2 separate regions of the Zea mays genome follow, and region 1 is linked to region 2. A link is a contact called in public Hi-C data. All regions are on one chromosome and are shown on one strand. The core of a region is the stretch at or near the end of the contact, and the rest is flanking DNA. Distances in the headings are between cores, read along the strand shown. Region 1 holds the start of LOC100193360. Region 2 holds the start of LOC100191935 (VIP1 protein).

Region 1 (6,585 bases), core at 2,293-4,792, 170 kb before region 2:
TTTTTATTTATCATCTTTTGCTTATGGAAATAGGGTTATTTAGTACAAATTCAACCAATAGTTGATCTCTTAGCCTTACTGGGCATGAGCATTATTTTTTCTTTCTTCTTTTTTTAAATAATTGGAGATAGTGATAATGTTGACATTGCTCCACTCTGTTTATCATGAATATGGACACCCTTTATGGTAGTGTGCCAGTGTCTGACTTGCACTAGTGGCCAACATTCATTTTGTTTCAGTTGTAAATTTCCATGCACTTTCATGTCAAAACCGTTCTTTTGTCAATTTGACAAAGTTATCTATATTATGTGGATAAGAGCTTTTGCATTCTGGAACCATGCCAGCCGATGTCCACCGGTGCCATCACTCATCTGAAACCATGCTAGGATTTGCATTTTAAAGCAGTTTCTGCACTGATGACTAATATATTTTCCCCTACTTTACTTAAGTATTTTATCTTTATTTAAGAAAAAAGTGAATGTAAAAAACGGCTAGGTTTTGTTGCAAGCATATTCACATGAACCCTTTTATATAGATAAATTGATGTTAGCTGCCCTTTTTTAAATATGTCCTGAACATACGTTTTTGTCATATAGGTAATGTATGATGCATCAGGAATTAGATGGCACACAGGTCGCCAAGCTGCGGTAAGCTTATGATTTACCATGCATATTGCAAGCATAAGGCATTGTTCTGTTGCACGTTGTTGTCAGTTGAATGTTGCCATTTTATCTATCGGTGTCTGTCTTCTAATTGAATCTAATAACTTTTGCTGCAGTTGTTGAATCAAATAGTCTGTGATTTCCCACCAGAACATCCAATCATTTCAACCTTTCGGCCACTACGGGAACCTCTTGGACACAGCCCACTTCAGGTAGCTCTACTACATACTTCTATCTTCTATTCATGGATGCAAGTGAGTATAAACTATAAACCCCATTTGCATTCCTATGTACATAGTTAATATGGCACTTGTTGAGTTTTCTTGAAATGAAACATGGTGGAATGATCCACCTTTTTGGTTTGGCGCCTGTTTGTATTAATGTATTATACTGTTGCCTCTGCATAACAAATGGCCTAACGATACTAAAATGTTGTATTGCTGCTCAAATGTGTCTCCTTAACTGTGTCTTGCATTCCAGAATCTAATCTGGAATATTTCATGCTAACCCAAGAAAACAAAATTTTGGGTTCTTAGCCTATGGCTTCTATTTTTAGCTGCATGTGTATCTTAATACGACTGTTGAATTTTCAGTTGCTGAATTATATTTATATCTTTATATGTTTCCGTATTTCTTCTACTTTTTTACTTAGCTTGTTTCATTCTCTTTCTTTTGTCGCTGCAGGTTTTTGCAGGAGCACTTGTTGGTTGTGCAGCTGCTTATTTCATGGGAAAATCTGTATAAGGAATAGGAATGTATAGGGTTTGGCTTGTACACGAATTCCATTGACTTATTTTTGTAAAAAAATATCATTGATCAACCGCTTCATTTTCCTCTATCTGCACTTCAGAGTGAACCGCACGGGGCATTATCTAGAAAATGGTTAGTATATTCTGTTTGCTGACACAGAAACAGATTAGGTTGTGCAGCACAGCAGCAGTATTCTTCCACTGGTAATTGATTTTTTTTTGTTTCTATTGCAACTGGCTGGAAGTACTAAACAAGACCCATATTTTGACTTCCTTGGTAAAAACTCTTAGGGCTCAGCTAAATTCTAACGTAAAACGATCAACATCTAAGCTGAAAAAATAAAGAAACTTTGGTGTATTTAACAGCTGCCTCCTAACGATTATCAAAATCAAATAATCAAATACACCAGTACAACAATGTCAGACTACCTATCTCCAACAGACTCCATATCCCACTCTATCTCACTCCATCTCCATATTTTAAACTCCATTTTACAAATAGTATAAAAAATAATTTGCACGTTTACACGAATGCTGGAGATGGCCCACTCGAACTGAGTATCAAGACGACGACATCAGGTGATCGACGAGCTTCATCTCACTTGCGCTGATGCTGCTGCAAACGCATGCAGCGACAGACTGCCACCCTTGTGCATCCAGCCGCATCCCCCTCTGCCCCATCTGCTCCAAGACGAAGCAGGCCTCCTCCGCCTTGCCGTCCTCGCCGAGCCCTCTCACCAGCCGCCTGAACGTGGGGGGCAGAGAGCAGTGGCCGCTTGCAAGCATCGCGTTAAAAACTCGCAGACCCAGGTCGAAGTCGCGCGCTTCGCAGCACCCGTCGAGGAGGACGCGGTAGGTGGCGGCGCTCGGCGCTGTTCCATCCTTGAGCTGCATCTCGACCAGCGCCCTATGTGCCTCGTCGACCCTGCCGGCGTCGCAGAGGCACCTGATCAGGACGTTGTAGCTCGCGTCGTCGGGCTTCATCTTCCGCTTGCGCATGTCGGAGATCAGCCCCTTAACGCCGTCGGCGTCCCCACACGCCGCGCACGCGCTCATCAGCACGCCGTAGTTCGCCACATCGGGCTGGCAATCCCGGTACTCCATGTCGAACAAGAGCTTCTTGGCGTCGTCGTACCGCCCGGCGTCGCAGAGCCCCTGCATTAACAGGGCGTAAGTCACGGCGTTCGGTGCCACACCCCGGCGCGTCATCTCGTCCACGAGCCGCTCCGCCGCGGCCAGCTCCCCTTCCCGGCACGCCGACCCCACCAGCGTGTTGAACGTCACCACCGTGGGGCGCACGCCGCGGGCGAGCATTTCGTCGAGCACCACACGGGCGCCCGAGAACCCGTCCCGGTGGCAAACACCCTTGAGGATGATGTTGTAGGAGACCGCGTTGGTCCGGACGCCTAGCTTAGGAGCCTCCGGGAGCATGTCCCGCGCGGCGTCCACACGGCCGTTGCAGACAAGGGAGTGGAGGAGGGCGTGGAACGTGGCGTTGGAGTGCGAGCAGAAGGCTGGGACGGCGCGGAAGACGAGTAGCGCGGCGTCGGGCCGGGAGGCGGCGCCGAGGTGGTCGATGAGCGCGGCGAACGCGGTGGGCTGCAGCGGGACGCGGAGGGAACGGAGCGCGGCGAGGAGCGGGGGGAGGAGCGGGAAGAGGCGCGCGCGTGCGACGCGGTACAGTACACACGCCGCGAAAGGGTGGTCGTGGAGGTGGCGCGGCGCAGAGAGGAGCGAGGCCGCGGCGGCCACGGGCGAAGGAAGGGACTTGAGGTGGAGGAGGAAAGGATGCGGCTCCGGCGGGGGCTTTGGCCTGTACGGAAACTTCTTCGGGCGGCGGAGTCGGCGCTGTACCGTGGCGGTGGCTGGCATCGGGCATCAAAGGACAGAGGTGGTGGCGGGACCGCGGGAGCCTCAGATCCCGTTTCCATGCTCATAAGGTGAAAGCATTAGTGGGCCTGGTCCAACAAAAAGCATGAACTAGCAGGCTATCAATTAGCCCATTACCACCGGCGGCCCAACAACCCTCGGCCGGTTGTCCCCTCGGGTTCTCCGACCAGCGGCGATCCTCGCGTCCGGCGCTTTCGGCAAGGCTCTTCCCTTCCCCTCGGTCCTGCCTGTACCGCGCATCCGGAATGGCCGACCTGTACACCTCCTCGTCTCCTTCCGGGAGCGCAAGTACGCTACCTGCGGTATGGCCTTAGCCTTTAAACCTAAACCTTCTGAAGTTCTTATTCGCATTCCTGTAATTTCCACCGCTGAGGTCGTATGCGCGGAGCCAGGTCGAATCAAAATGAACGGCGGTGGATTTTTTTTTTTGCTGGACCGAATTGATGATTAATGAACTTAAACGGTTCGGTATTTGGTAGCCTAGTAGTACGAATTACCACCTTGCTAGGGGCTATACCATTTGGTGGGTTTCGCCCAGGGTTGTGCCGGCAAAATTCGAGGCCATGTACAGATTCGAGGCCTCTCTTACTAGTTGAGAGTGTCGGCTATCGCAAAACTATGGGCTCATGGGCTGTGCTTAAGAATGGCAAAGAGAAATTCCCCGTCGAAGAATGGCTCCACATCCTGTCACCATCCCTACGAATGCTCACGAGGAAGGTTTTACCCATCCATGTCCCCGTTGGGAAATGTATCCATGCGGGGAATTCATCCATGTTAGGAAGTGCAATATTTAAAGATAAATTTAAATTAAATATATCAAATAAATATAAATTGAATCAACAAGATTTAAAGTTACAAAAGACATACTTTAGAGTTTAGTTTGCATATTTTATAATATGCTATGTAGTGTTTTTAGTGTAATTTTAAGTCAATGGACTGTAAGTAGAGAGACTCTAACTCTCATCAGAGGATGACACTATGAGTTGGGACAATTTTTCTGTTTATTTCCTCAAACGCTACACAATGCCATACCCATCTAAGGGTTGGAGACCCATATTTATAGCCCTAGAGGCTGCACTACCACACCTTCTCACACACACTACACAACAGGATTGTCCTCTAGATGCTAAAGAGACTACAGAGGACAGTCAAAAACGACTGTTGTCCTCTAGATGCTAAAGCGACTACAGAGAACAGTTAAAAAGCGACTGCTGTCCTCTAGATGCTAAAGAGACTACAGAGGACAGTCAAGCTGTCCTCTAGATGCTAAAGGACTACAGAGGACAGTCAAAAGCGACTGTTGTCCTCTAGATGCTCAAGACTTATTCCATCATTCTCCCCCTAAGTCTTGGGCGTCGTCTTGTGAGAAAGTTGGGTCATCCCGGACCTGGAGCAAAGCTCAACAAACTTGATCTTCCCAAGGGGCTTGGTGAGCAGGTCTGCAAGCTGATCCTTGGTGTTGATGTAACGCGCCTTGATGCTCCCTTCCGCCAAGCAGTCTCGGATGAAGTGGTATCTCAGCCGGATGTGCTTGCTCCGTTCATGGAACACGGGGTTCTTGGCCAATGCCAGAGCGGACTGGCTGTCCACCCTGAGTTCCACTGCTCCAGTGTCTCTTCCGAGGAGATCACCGAGCAGTCGAGCCAGTCAGAGCGCCTGAGTCGAAGCAGTGGACGCCGCTATGTACTCGGCCTCGCAGCTGGACATGGCCACCACCTGCTGCTTGACCGACTGCCAGCTAATGAGGCACTTGCCGAGGAAGAAGAGGATCCCGCTTGTGCTCTTGCTAGTGTCGATGTCACCGGCGTGGTCGCTGTCGCTGTACCCGACAAGGTGTGCCTCCCCAGGGCACCTCGGGTAGTAGAGACCGTGGTCGAGAGTCCCCGCAACATAGCGGATGATCCTCTTCACAGCCTGGTCATGCTCCGTCATCGGTCGCTGCAGAAACCGACTAACGTAGCCGACGGAGTATGCCAAGTCAGGCCGTGTGTGGACGAGGTAGCGAAGGCTCCCCACAAGACGCTGGTACTGAGTAGCATCCACCTCCTCCGTCGTGCTGTCGCGACTCAGCTTCAGCCTCTCCTCCATCGGAGTGAGAGCTGGGTTGCAGTCGGTGAGCCCAGCCAGCTCAACAATGCGCCTGGCATAGGCGGTCTGGCGAAGTGTGATCCCGGAGTCACCCTGGTGCACCTCAATCCCCAGGTAGAAGGAGAGATGCCCCAGGTCACTCATTTGGAAGGTGGTCTTCATCTCTTCCTTGAACGCTGTCACCTCTGCATCCTTGGCGCCGGTGATCACCAAATCGTCGACGTAGACACCCACCAGCAGGGCACTTCCTCCATTGCCCCGCCGATAGATGGCCGCCTCGTGCGGGCTTGGCGTGAAACCCATTCCTTTGAGCGTGGAATCTAGCTTGGCATTCCACGCCCTCGGTGCCTGTCGCAGGCCATAGAGAGCCTTGCGCAGGCGCAACACCTTGCCTTCCTTGCCAGGGATCGCAAAACCTGGCGGCTGGTGTACGTAGACCTCCTCCTTTAAGTCGCCGTTAAGAAACGCCGACTTGACATCCATGTGATGAACATGCCAGCCCTCCAGGGCTGCCAGCGCGAGGAGGAGTCGCACGGATTCCATCCGTGCTACAGGGGCGAAGGCATCGTCGAAGTCGATCCCCTCCTGCTGCAAGAAACCGCGTGCCACCAAGCGAGTCTTATGCTTGACGATGGCGCCGGCTTCATCCCTTTTCAGTTTGAACACCCATTTAAGGGTGATCACGCGATGACCATGAGGGAGATCAGCGAGCTCCCAGGTGCGGTTCGTCTCAACCGCGTCCATCTCCGACTGCATCGCGGCACGCCAAGCCGCATGTTTCTCGGCCTCCGCGAAAGACCGAGGCTCATCATCGTCGCATGCAAGATGCAACTCTCCTGCCAGAATGCGAGATGCAGGGCCTGGCACCGACGGGTCGATGAGAAGGCCCTCCACCCTTCGATACCGCAACGGCTCGCCGTCGTAGCACGCGTCGACGCGCTCCTCGTCGCGGGACAGAGGGGTCACGAGCTCCACTGGGTCGTGCTCGACGCGAGCTGGTGTCGGAGAGGACGTTCCCGGAGAGGGTACCGTCGGTGCTGGAGTACGTGGTGGCGAAGAGCTCGCTGTAGCCGGAGTCGTGGCTGGAGTGCGTGGTGGTGAAAAGCTCGTTGTAGCAGGAGCTGGAGAGTTTGGCGCTGGAGTCGGTGGAGACTTGGGGGCTGGGGTAGACCTGCTCGGAGAAGAGTTGCCTACTC
Region 2 (7,109 bases), core at 2,596-5,095:
AATTCATGATTATGATCCAAGTGCAACAGATCAATACGCACTGATATAACTGTCTCTTTTGCATCATCATAAATTTTTTTAAGTTTCATACCGGCCTTGCATTGTGTCCGCTTCGAACTGGTACTACGTACCTTTGGGTTTGATATTCCCCTTACTGCACTTTTGCCTTCCATCGAGCAATTCAACCACTTACAATTTTTCCGTTCCCTATATTTTTTCAATGGAAATCCAACTTCATATGCATACCTACTATAAAATTTATATGCTTCATCCACCCCACTGAATGTCATACCAACTTTAGGTACCAATCTCGGATCAATTGTAACTTCCTGTGCAAAAATATAAATTGTATCATGTATGGTACCCTACATATTTTTATGTTGTATGTACATCATAACAATTTTCTGACCATAGTTTTACAGTGTATGCACAATATAACTACTGAATGTCATACCATCTGTAGCTGCATTCTACTGTATACAATTTAACCTACAATACTGAAAATTCAAATCAGTTCAATATTACTTACATGTCTCTGCAGAATCACTGGTGTGTCCTGTTCATGATCACCAATAGTACGCATAGTATTAAGGTGTTGTCCTCCTTGATTTACTGTCATCCTCGATGCCTCAAATATGGTCTGATCATCAACCCCCGGGGCCCTCAAAGCTGCTGGTGGAGTAATTGCATCTACAGCAGTAGTTGATTCTGTATGCGTACTTGCATCTGACGCTAACTGGTTCCCTCCTTGTTGTTCTTCCTGCACCATTGTTACGATATCCAAGCATTGGTTTGGTCGATGAATAGACGTCGGCGTCGTATACTCACTTATGGACTTGTTACCCCATGGCGCCGCCATCTTCCAGAGCAATTACACCCTTCACCCAGCCGCGCCCTATCAAATGATGCGTACTGTCCACTTTTTTTGGAAGATTATGATTATTTTCCCTGTACCATGCGTATATCCAATATCGTGGACGCGAAATTCACGACGCATATCCATTATCTGCTGAATTTTAGGATCGTGGCCGCGCTGATCGTGGGCGCTCTGATCGTGGGAGTAACAGCCATTTATGCGCTTTTATACATAGATTTACGGTGTCGTAACTGTCTGTTTAAATGCGCTTCCCCAATTTACGGGTTACACGTCACCGACCCACGTTCGAACAAGTGGCCCACGTCGGTTTACGCATATTTGTATTAGCTATTATAATTGCATAATTGTAGTGCATTAATGCGGGCCGCCTGGATAGGCCCATTCGGTTCGACCAGGATCGACTCGTCTGGCTGGCGCTCCGCGCACCTATATGAAGCTCAGGGCTTCCATTACCATCGCTATATATATATATATATATATATATATATATATATATATATATATATATATATATATATATATATATATATATATATATATATATATATATATATATATATATATATATATATACATCAGTCATTTCAACTATGGACAGGACAAGAGTATGTTTACGCCCACAATCGTGCATGCGAAAAGCTCGTCACTGAGGAACTTGTCACCTTCCAGACGGCATTACCATTTTATAGGAGTTGAACCGAACTGAACTGCACGACTACCAGATCTAATCAGGTAACGGTAGTAGTATATCATTTTGTAGGAACCGATCAGTATGAGAACTAGTATCTGATACATGGCAAAAATGAGACATGTCGGAACTAATCGCGCTGTCCATGCAATGCAACCAAAGCCAACACAGAAATCTACGCCAAGCCCACTTCCAAGCGTCCAAAAATCTACCATCCATCACGCTTTTCCTGACACCACATATCTTCCATCATCAACAAAATGCAAGAGAGAGATAACCGCCACTGAAAAAAATGGCACTTGAGCACACCCTGATACAAATGGCCTGTGTAGGCAACTGGTCATTTATCAATAATATAAGAACATACCCATGGAAACACTAAATCTCTACTGCTCCTCATCACAAATACTTGTGACATCCCAATGAAAGCCACTGGATAGAAGATGACCGACAGAATTAAGATAGACTCCACCAATACGTTACATTGTTACAGTTGTCTACAAACAGACAAGCCACATGGTTTCTTCTTTTACACAAGGAGATTCAGCAATATGATAGTGTGTACACACACTCAGAAGAATCAGGTGCAGATCGAATCGTAGAAGCTAGAAAGTGCTTGGTTATACTTCAGCCTATTCTTATAATCAAGTAATATGGGCTCGGTTCTACGATAATTGTTTAAAAAAAATGTCTGGAGCAACAGGTAGCCATATATAACTATTTATCTATGAGCAAAAAGGAGCAACAATCAGGTGCTGGTCAAAGTATCTCCCAATTACCTGAGCACATAAGAGATGTGCAAAGTTTTAACTCTTCGAACCAAATTGCTAACCGCTGGAAGTTCTAGAATATACTGACCTCTACCCTCTTTAATCGAAGTATATGTACTTGGTTCATTTGCTAACTTAACCGTGATACCATGAAATTCGTAATGTCTATTTATTTCTCTCGCCTATTAGTCTCAACCTAAGCGCAAACAGCAGAAGCAGTAATGTTTTGCTGACGAACACTAATCAAGGTAACAACTTCACTTATAAAGAAGAGGAAAACATTAGTCAATTGCTTGATAGTGATCAATATTAAGTCACATAGCAATAACCCAGCTAATAAATCCATAGATGATAGATCCTCAATAACAAATTCATAGATGCACACAATATATTCGTTTGATAATCCATTCAGATCAACACATCTTCAATTACTAGCGATATAGCCTAGCAGTCAGCATATCATCCAACAAACATCTCTACAAGCATCAAGCTGTGAGATACATGCAAACAATCATGCATATTTCAAATTTGCAATAAAAAAACATCTCAGGCATCAACTAAACAAAGTAGCACCATCTTTCCTCTAACAGTACAAACCATCCAAGTCATAATAATTCAAAGTCTGGAATCAGGTGCAACTCAAAAGACCAGACAAGAACTCAATTATCCCTCATGTTTGTGTTCACGACTCTTATTATCATTGAAAACTTCAGAAAGTAAAGGTACGTGCCATACATGTTCATCTAGTCTATTATCCAGCTGATAGTAAAGATACTACTACTACGACTCCAGTGACACTAACAAAACGGTTAACCCATTCTCATATAGGCCATAGCAGCAGATCAAAACTTCCGCGCAACGGACCACCAGATTACCTCTTGAGGTTGAACAAGACCACTGCGATGCCAGCCGTGGCAGCTGCTCCAGCAGCCGCGGCAGCCACCAGTGCGGGAGGCACCACGCCCTGATCCTTAGGCGTCCCGGCCCTGGCAGCAATAGAATCACATCCCTCTTCCACGCCCTTGCCCTCGGCAGTGGCGGAACCCTTCAGGGTCTCGATCTCCTCCTCGAGGGCGGCCTTCTCCTGGTACGCGGTCTGCAGCTGGTCCCCGAGCCGTGCACCCCTGCGCATCTCCTCCTCATGGCTAGCCTTCTCCGCGGCGAGGAGATCCTGGAGGCGCTCGACCTCGCTGCGGAGCGTGGCGGCCTCGCTCTCGTTGGTGGCAGCACCTTGCTCGGCGGCGGCGACCTCCTCGCGGGCCTGGGACACGAGAACCTCAAGGCGGCGGGACTCGGAGGACAGGAACTGGTTCTCGTGGCGCACGGCATCGAGCTTCTCCTCCAGGTCGCGCTTCGCCGCGCGGAGGGACTCGATCTCGTCCGCCGCGTCGTGGAGCTTGGGCGTGCCGTCCCCGCCGTTGGTGGAGAAGTCCGCGGCGGCGGCGGTGGGGGAGGCGAACGTATCCTCGCCGTTCTCCATCGGAAACCCTCCTCCTCAGTACTCACCCTCTCTCGCGGCGGCGCGGTGGATGCGGTGCGAGAATGGAAATGGGAATAGAAAAAAAGATAGAGAAGGTGTGGACTGTGGAGAGAGAGGTACCTTTGGGCCCACCTGTAGGCCAGCGAGATGCTGCAATATCAGATGGTAATGGGTACCAAAACCGGAACGTGTTTTACCCGATATATAAGCGGCTATAAGATAACTTTTATACCACAGGTACATTAGTAGACAACAATCTCTACCCATTAGGTAACGGATACAGGTGGATACTATCCATACTCGCATACCATGTATAGAATATATATGTATATTATTATTATTATTATTATCTAATAAAATCTATCTTAGTTAAAATAAAAACCTTCTTTGACTATTGTTTATTTACTATCAAGTTATATAATTATATGGTTTGTTATATTTTAAGATAAACTTATTTTTTATATTTATTTGATATTTTGAATAATCAAAATATTATAATTTGATATCTTCTTAGCGGGTACTAGGTTATCCGACGGATAAAATTACCCATACAAGTATGAGTATATGAGTATAGGTAGATTTTATACTCCGTGCGTATATGGATAACTAACCGACGACAGGTATGTACACATTGGCATCACGGCTCTCACCAAAGGAATAAGGGATGTCGATGTTCCGATCGGACGGCGTGGAGAAGGGACTTCAGATCGGATGGTTGAGATAAGACGTTGGGGTTCGGCGTTGCACACACGCGGAAAAGAAGAAGCTCGATTCGCTGTTTTCTGCCAGAGCACACCGTGGACGCCGTCCCCGCTCAAGTGAGGTTCGGAGCTCAGAGCCTTGCGATCTCTCGGCTGCGCGCGCGCAAGATGGTGAGATTGGCGCTGTGATTTCCATTTATTCTTGGTTGCGAGGATCTGTGGCCTTCTGTCTGTGTTTGAATCTTAGGGTTTAAGTTCTGTTTTAGTGGGAAGATCACGTATCTGATGGGCTGCGGTCTGCGATTCCCCTTTGTGATGAGTTGTTTGATTACTTACTCATCCTGATCCCTGTTCTTATGCTTAATGCCTCGCTCGGATTCATTCCCTACTGGTTTAGTTGTCTGAGAAAGCACAAGGAGACCTGCGCCCAATCTAGTTTAGCACTCTAGACTGAGCAGTTGATGTTTTGAATACCTTTGTCATTGTTCTGGTTCAAAGTCCAAACGATGAAAATTACTGAATAACGGGGAAAATTTAGTGGTTTTGCGAGCTTTAGAGATGAGCTGGAGTGTTGTTATTTGAAGCTGCTCATGCAAGCTTCCTGAGAGTAATTTTGAGGCTCGTGTTCCTTTCATACCTTGTCGTGTTGTGTGTGCCATGTTCATATCTGGTACTCTCTTCGTTCCAAATTATAAGATGTTTTGACTTTTTTTAGATACACTCTTTTTACTATGCATCTAGACATAGTGTATAGCAAAAGCTATCGATTAGAAAATACCAAAACATCTTATAATTTGGAACAGAGGCAGTATCATTCTGTTAGGGTTGGAGGATTCCTTCCATCTCTTCTGTCGTGTTTTGTGTGCCTTTATATCTTTTTTTTTCTAAAACGAGCAGTAGAACTTCGCATTAAATATATTAAGAAGATAGAAGAAACAACAATGGTCTAAAGAAGACCAGAGTATAGTGTAAAAAGCAAAAGAAAAAGGAAAACCCACCTTACGGTGGCCAGAAACAAAAATACACATAAACATTTTATAGAAGACAGCCAAAAGACGTCAACAACTGCCCCTAAACTAAGGCCAGATGGTGCACAAATCTTTGGCACCTGCCAGACACAACCTCTGAGCATCATCTTTGATGTTCTGTATAATTTGGTTGCCACTAGGAGCATCCCCTTCAAACACACATTTATTCCGCTGCTTCCAAAGCCACCATGCCACCAACATCACAAGGGAGTTAATCCCTTTGCACAGCACATGAGGGACCTTGCCCTCCAAATTAGCCCACCAATCTTGGAAAACCAAATCAGCCCTTGTGGCGGAGAAATGCCGCAGATTAACCATGGAGAAAATCCTAAACCACACTTCCCTAGAGAAGACACAAGAAATCAAAAGATGTTGCACTGATTCATCCTCTTGATCACAAAGGGGGAATTGAACTGGATGATCACAAATGTGTGCCTTTATATCTAATATCAGCCGTTCAGCATGTCTTCCTTTACCTTTGAAGGATTACTTCTCTGATATTTTGTGACAGTCTTCCATGTCATTTTTGACTCACAATTAGAAATTGTTAGAGTAAATCAGTATTAGTCGACTTCTTTTTTCTTAAATATTTTCATATTTCTGTTTAACTTGGTATTTTAAGGAAAGGAAAATATCTTAAATTCATTTGAATTTAGGCCATTCAGATGTATTGATTGGCTTTTGATATGGCACAAGCAGGAACAGATTACTTCTATCCAGTATCCACAGCCATACGCTTTTGTTGGTTCACTTCTGATGGAATTATACAATTTTGTTTGCCAGGCTGACCCAGAATTGGAAGCTATCAGGAAGAGAAGGATGGAAGAACTAATGGCAAAACACGGTGGCGGTGGGGTAAGATACCAAACTCTCTATGACATAAATTGAAGCTGTCACATACTCACATGTAGATCTCCTTGCTAACACAAGTGCTTGTTTTGGTGCTCCTCAGTTGACTGACTTTTGATCTAATGTTAACTTTTAATTAGGCAAATCAACAAAATGCAAGCCAACAAAAAGCTCAGGAAGACGCGAAACAGTATGGTCTATTCCTCCACCATCTTCTCCTAAATGTTACAGCTCATCATCTCAAGCTATGTTCTGTGGAACCTGGCAAATACTGAATTTGAATCTAACTCTCTATTAGGGAAGCTGAGGAACGCCGACAGATGATGCTTGCTCAGATATTATCTTCTGAAGCCAGAGAAAGGAGTAAGTTCTTGTTATGGATGTCATGTCTTATTTATATATGTGCTTAATACATTTAAAAAAAGTAAGGTTTGAATGGCTGCTCAAAGTAAGGTTTTTTTCTTGTATGTTTCATCTTTTATGTGTTTTTAGGGAGCCTTGCAAGTCTGCCCATTAAAGTCGGATGAAATACTTCACAAAAGTTCTTCTGTTAATTTTTTTCTTGTATGATTGCAGTCTGTTAATTTTTCGCTTCTGAATTTTAGTTCCTGTTCTTTGCTAGTGGAAGTTTTGGAGTGAGGTCAGCAGCGTTATGTGGCTAGGGCCTGCCCTATTCTGTGTTACTGTTTTGGTTTCCAATCATGCTGTCATGGTTT

The links. A called contact is a pair of places that touch in the nucleus more often than the background predicts.
Region 1: a contact with region 2 is called in a Hi-C map of endosperm, with 3 times the contacts expected there. The contact joins the promoter of LOC100193360 here to the promoter of LOC100191935 in region 2. A contact is called at or near these places in 2 of 25 Hi-C or Micro-C datasets (ear and endosperm).

Annotation. Positions count from the first base shown.
Region 1 is chr8:65,086,636-65,093,220 of Zm-B73-REFERENCE-NAM-5.0, reverse strand. LOC100193360 reads left to right here and starts at 3,542. Exons shown (of 4, transcript NM_001363338.1): 1 at 3,542-3,603. LOC100501610 reads right to left here and starts at 3,260. Exons shown (of 1, transcript NM_001196294.2): 1 at 1,821-3,260. The coding sequence starts at 2,842. The coding sequence ends at 1,973. It overlaps LOC100280797 (acid phosphatase/vanadium-dependent haloperoxidase related), which reads left to right. Exons shown (of 5, transcript NM_001361082.1): 3 at 597-647; 4 at 779-874; 5 at 1,347-1,500. The coding sequence ends at 1,406.
Region 2 is chr8:64,920,225-64,927,333 of Zm-B73-REFERENCE-NAM-5.0, reverse strand. LOC100191935 (VIP1 protein) reads right to left here and starts at 3,845. Exons shown (of 1, transcript NM_001137359.1): 1 at 2,895-3,845. The coding sequence starts at 3,815. The coding sequence ends at 3,207. LOC103635288 (programmed cell death protein 5) reads left to right here and starts at 4,475. Exons shown (of 7, transcript NM_001352153.1): 1 at 4,475-4,687; 2 at 6,328-6,399; 3 at 6,534-6,583; 4 at 6,692-6,756. The coding sequence starts at 4,685.